2 separate regions of the Mus musculus genome follow, and region 1 is linked to region 2. A link is a contact called in public capture Hi-C data. All regions are on one chromosome and are shown on one strand. The core of a region is the stretch at or near the end of the contact, and the rest is flanking DNA. Distances in the headings are between cores, read along the strand shown. Region 1 holds the start of 1700095J12Rik (RIKEN cDNA 1700095J12 gene). Region 2 holds the start of Rap1gapos (RAP1 GTPase activating protein, opposite strand).

What was found. Capture Hi-C pulls out chosen DNA fragments and counts their contacts.
Region 1: a capture Hi-C map of macrophages shows a contact between it and region 2, with 3 times the contacts expected there. The contact joins the promoter of 1700095J12Rik here to the promoter of Rap1gapos in region 2. A contact is called at or near these places in 5 of 39 promoter capture datasets (the 3T3-L1 cell line, embryonic stem cells, frontonasal cranial neural crest and 2 more) and 1 of 9 other capture datasets (macrophages).

What each region holds. Positions count from the first base shown.
Region 1 is chr4:138,137,257-138,140,029 of GRCm38.p6, forward strand. It overlaps 1700095J12Rik (RIKEN cDNA 1700095J12 gene), which reads right to left and starts at 1,262. Exons shown (of 2, transcript NR_126429.1): 1 at 640-1,262; 2 at 324-452. All of the region lies in intron 12 of Eif4g3 (eukaryotic translation initiation factor 4 gamma, 3), which reads left to right.
Region 2 is chr4:137,705,106-137,708,109 of GRCm38.p6, forward strand. Rap1gapos (RAP1 GTPase activating protein, opposite strand) reads right to left here and starts at 1,501. Exons shown (of 2, transcript NR_138594.1): 1 at 1,417-1,501. Rap1gap (Rap1 GTPase-activating protein) reads left to right here and starts at 2,362. Exons shown (of 24, transcript NM_001379234.1): 1 at 2,362-2,555. The coding sequence starts at 2,481.

The DNA of each region.
Region 1 (2,773 bases), core at 12-2,511, 430 kb after region 2:
CCTCAGTTCTCCTGCTTCCTCTACTTAAAAAGGCCTTTTTTTTTTTTTAATCCATTGGTGTTTTGCGTACGTATGTGAGTATGTGTGTGTGCATATTGGATTCCCTGGAAATGCCACGTGGGAACTCAGGTCCTCTATTAGAGTAGTAGCCAGGGCTCTTAACAACTGAACTGTGTCGTGTCTTCCCCCCCCCCCCCGCTCCCAACCCCAAAAGGCCTTTTGATTACATGGTGTCTAGTTTCCTATTCATCCAAAGATACTTCATTTTACCACATAATCAAGGGCACTTTGCCACACAAAGGTTTGAGTCATAGGGGTCAATGTCATATGAACATTTTGGGCGAAGATTTATTGTGCATAGCACACTGCAAAGGTGATATTAATATGGAAATTAAAACCACTAATTGAATATATTGTTAAAGTATCTTCATTCTGTTGGCCTCAGCATCCACCTTCAGAAACAATTAAAAGAAAAGTAAATTAAACTCAAATGATAGGGGAAATTACGCTAAGATTAGAAGTAAAATGTAAACTGAAGGCCGTTAGTGCAAGTACCAACCGAGCTCCCTCGGATGCCATCGTCCGACAGCCCTGTGAGCAGTAACGGTGAAGCAACGAGGGAAAACTCAGTGTGCTTACTTGGCTGCTTTTGGGAGAGCAGAAGTCCTGCCTTTCAGCCGAGTCCGGTAGCTTCTTCTCTCTGTCTTTCCCAGTGATCCATCATCCGTGCGTCGACGTCGTCGGCCTGGTTCTCTGGCCTGATTCTCGAGGCTCATTCATGGCTTCACTGTGTGTGTGGTTGATTTGGTTGGTGGTTTGGGGGGCTTGTTGGTTTTGTTTGGTTTTGGTAAGGTCTTACCTTGTAGCCCTGGTTGTCGTGGAATTTGCTGTGTTGACCAGGCCAGCCTAGAACTTGCAGCCAGCCATCTGCCTCTGCCCCTCGAGTACTGGAATCAAAGGTGCGCACCGTCGCCCCACAGACTCCATTGTAGTTCTCTTCTCTCAGCTTTTCCTTGTTTCCTAGAGAAATTGACAGCTTTTCTTTTCTAGATTCCTATGGGAATTTCTAAAGTGAAAAAACCAAAATGTCAAGGGTGTGTCCGCAGCCAAAAGGAACCCAGTCGAGGCCTGGGAATGTGAGGACGCTGGTATAGTGCCAACTGAAGGGCAGGGGCTGAGAAGAGACCTCATGTGAACAGAAGCCCTATGGGAAGAGGAGGGGGAAGCCCAGGTGTCTAGGGTGGGAACTCCCAGAGAATTCCATTACTGGAACATTCTACTCTGTTTATGTATAAGCCTGTGACAATGCCCTTGGTCCCACCTCAGCCGTGGTAAAGCACATAACACAGTTTTGTGTCACTTGTGTCCTGAGCCCTGGACTCTGTGCACACTGTCTTCAAACTGGAGGATCAGTCACAGAGTCCGCAGTGATTTGAAAGGAAGAGAAGGGGCCTCTTGTAATTCATACTTTCTCCGCTGGCAGCCGTACTCTCTTCATTCTCATTATCAGATTGTGGTGAAAAAGTAAAATCTCTTCACAATCTAAAAAAAATCCCAGAAATACAGAAAAGCAGCAAAAACAGTTTTATCATTGAACAAACGTAAGTGCTGGACCGAGTCCCTCGGGCAGCCTGGACTTGAGAGGGCCAAGTTGCCGAGAACTGCAGCCCTGCCTTCCACTCCAATTCTCGACTGAAAGGCAAGGACAGGCTCGGTGTCCTAGTGCCTCGAGCCCTCTGCTTGCGTCTATGGAAGGAGTGAATATGAATAAAAAATCAGTTTGACGTTGTGGCTCCTTATTTCATCCTGTGCCGATAGCAATTGGCTGGAATTACCGTCAGTGGTAACAGCAGTAGCGGCGGTTGGCTTTTTGCAACAAGCCTTTTCTGTGTAGTCCACCATGGCTTTGAATTCCCTGGGTCCACGCTGGTCTTAAACATGAAATTCTACTACCACAGCTTCCATGTGCCATACCCCTAAACTGTATTTCTTCTGTCTTCAGCCGTCTTGTCATGTTCCAACCTAGTTCATCTGAACTTCTGGAAGGTTCAGCAGCTGTCAGTTGCTTTTATTCTAATGAAAAGCAGAATCTGGGTCTTTATGACAGGCAGGCAGGTAGTTACTAGAGCCAGGCTCCTTCCTGCATGAAGAGTCCCATTGTGACAAGAGAGACGGTGGAGCTATGGAGGCAGCCTCTGGCTCTGAGTTACAGGGTTGATAAAAATACACCTCCCAGGGATGGAGATGTAGCATGGGTTCTCTAGGGCAGTGCAGACACGTGACTGCCTGTAGCTGTAGGCGGAGACTGTTGAGGTTCTAGGACCTGCCAGTCAGTGGCTTGGATAAACCCTGCCGGGCTTGTTGTGGGTGTGAAATTGCAAACCTGTTGGATTTTATAATACTTTGGACTTCCATAGGCTAGTCAAACATTTTATTCTGTTCTTACTTTTTACATTTTGCTTATTTTGTGTGAGTGTGCAACACGCTGTATGTGGCTGTCAGGGCATAGCTTGTGAGAGAATGTGTTCTTCCACCTTGTGGGACCTAAGAATTGAACTCTGGTGTAAACGTAAGTTTTTTTTTTTTTTTTTAAGATTTATTTATATGAGTACACTATAGCTGTCTTCAGACGCACCAGAAGAGGGCGTCAGATCTCATTACAGGTAGTTGTGAGCTACCATGTGTTTGCTGGGAATTGAACTCAGTACCTCTGGAAGAGCAGTCAGTGTTCTTAACTGCTGAGCCATCTCTCCAGGCCCATAAACGTAATTTT
Region 2 (3,004 bases), core at 251-2,750:
GCTCTGCCCTACAGTAAGGACTGACACCTTTCCTAGGCCAGGAGGATGAAGGTCCAAGAAATGTCTTCTATGCATAGGACCTCCATCTCCATGGAGAACCCAAGCAAGGATGCTATCAGTAGCACAAGGGCTCCTGAGACCTCCTGCCTTCCCTGGAGGGCAACAGCCCTGGACAAGGCTACAGTAGTCCTCAGGAAACAGCCACTTGATGGCAGCCACTTGCTTGAACAGCTGGGTTTGAGAGTGAGGCTTCCCCCTGGCCATGGGACTGTTGTTTGTCCTGCCTGGGTTTTGGCCCTTCCATCTGGAGGGAAGGCTAATGTTGCAGATCCTCGGAGCCTGAGGCTCAGAGAGCCCAAGGTGGGCCCTTCAGTTACCAAGGAAGCCGCTATCCTTCAGCCTCCTGGCCTCCACCCAGTTGGCTCCCACTTTCCAATCATGCTAACGCAGCGCAGACAGTGAGCTTCAGACCGCCACAGCCCCACAGTGCACCCCTCCTCCAGACTAGGACCCATTCTGTGAACTGAAACCAGCTCCCAGAGTGACTCATTTGGATTTCCAGCAGGCTATTGGTGAGCTGAGGGAACCTGCCTGGGATACTCTCCAGTTTTCCTCAATACCCTATTCTGTTACATATTTACAATGATACTGGAACCAGTTTGAGGGGCATGTAACCTCCCTGTACCTAAGGGCAAGTCCCACCTCTAACATAGAGTAGACAGCTGCTGCTGCTACTGTTGCTCCTCCCCTCCTCTGCCTCCTCCTCCTCCTCCTTCTCTTTCTTCTTCTTCTTTAGTTTTTCAAGACAGGGTTTCCTTGTGTAATGCTGGCTGTCCTGGAACACACTCTGTAGACCAGGCTGGCCTTGGACTCACAAAGATCTACCTGCCTCTGTCTCCTGAGTTCTGGGACTAAAGGTGTGTGTCACCATTGCATGGCTGAGAGTGTCTTCTCTATTGACCTTGCCAGCTCGTCACTGGGCAGCGCCTTTGGAAGTGCTTTGGAAATAATCAGTATTACTGTGTCCCCAGAGCTGTGCAGGGGTTGTATTTTCTTTTCTTTGGGGAGCCACATTTAAATAGACACCGAGCTACCCTCTGCAGTACTCAGGGACTGTAAAATCTGCATACATGTGCATACTTGGCCTACCTATACCTAACCTGGGAGCCAGACCACATTCAGACAGACAGACAGACACAAGTACATATATCTATAGTGTATTCAGACTTGCTCATGAACACATAAAGGAGATAGAAAGTAAATACCCCCCCAGGCGTCCCTACCCACCCCTTCCTACCCACGGGTACTTCTATGCTACAGCAATGCAGTATGTCACGTAGAGCCACGACTAGCCTTGGAGACACACATGTACACAGATAAGGACCTAGACACATACGCAGGCGGCATCCACTCTACCTGGCCTACATATCGCCGGTGATTTGAGCAGCTTTGGCCTCCCCCAGGGCCACGGTAGGAAAAGATGCTCTTCTGGCTGCATTGTGTTGGGTACCCGGAAGTGTGCAGGCCTGGAAGTGGTTGCATAAATCAATATTTGCTGTTGTTAATTATTAAAGCCAAAGCTACTCGGTGTCTGGAATGCACATCTCTGGTGTTCCCGCTGGCTCTCTAGGTCTAAACCTGACCCTGGGCCAGGTCTGGGAGGGCAGGGAAAGTGCTGCCTGCCTTCCTTTCAGGAGCTCCCTGGCCCTGGGGACAGAGGGTAGTAGACAGCACTTCTGGGAAGCTGTAGGAGATCTGCCCCCCGCCCCTAGCTGGAGGACAGTCCTGCCCCTAGAGCATCCAGACTTCTCCAGCATCTGTCTTGGGGTCTGTCCCTGCTGCAGACTGGCTGCACCAGCCTAAGACACAAGGACTTCAGGGTCAAGTTGGGGGTGGGGGGTGTCGTTTCAGAAGCCTTGTAATTTACAGATGGTAAACTGAGCCAATGGAGGTGCCAGAGACTCTGCAGCTTCAGACTCTTCCAGGGATCCCGGGGTTTTCTAGCAAAAAAAGCTATTGCACCTCTTGGAATATGATTTTCTAGTGAAGACATTTGTACCTCCTTGGTTATGGCGATCTGGTGAGACACGCAAAGGGTCCAGCAAAGAAAGTGCTTAAGCACCATCTCCAGTACTCCTGCATTCCCTGGGCACAGCTGTCCCAAGAACCTTGTCCTTGAAGCCCAGAGGCAGGGTCTCCAGTCTGGGAAGACACAGCTGCTCACAGAAGTGCCTGAGGCTTCCCGCGCGCAGGCGCAGTGTCCTGGGCCCCTTGCCCGGCCGCCCCGCGAGTGGGCGTGGTGGCCTTCCGCCCCGCCCCTCCTCCGCGCCTCCCGCACCTGGCGCCCCGCCCCCTCGGGCCCGGCAGCAGGGTGAGCCCAGAGAAGGCAGAGCGGCGGCGGGCGGGACAGGAGCGCAGAGCTCGGGCTACGGGGCCCCGGGCCGGGCCGGCTTACAGCGCCGCCGGGGCTGGGGCTCGGGATGGCGCAGCCGCGGCCCCCAGCGCCCCATGGCCGTCCGCGGAGGGGCTCGTTGCCGGCGGGGGCCGGCTGGCAGGTGAGGACCCTGGCAGGGGCGGCCTGGCCGACTGGGGACCCAGGGCCATCAGTCAGCCTTACTACCCAGAGTCTGGCAGTCTGTGCCTGAACCCCGTCACGGTGGGTGTGTATGTTTTTGGACTGACACCCGAACTACACGGAGCACCCTAGTGTTTTCCAAAGCTGCCCCTGGGTCAGACGTAGGGACACTGTGGCCATGGGCTGCAGTGACACTGGGTGTGTGTTTAACTGTTGTTGGGACTGCCTGCTGCCTTTTCCACACAGATGGAGCGATATCATAGGGTGACTCTGGTGGCTCTTCCCCAGGTGGGATGCCCGGCTTCTGGCCACACCACTCCCAGCCTTCCTTTGCCATGTGTCAGGGCGTCTGCTGTTGCCTGTGGGGCTGTAACTGTGGGTGTTACTTGATGCTCTGTGTGCACACTCTGGGTGACAGTGCCATGTGTC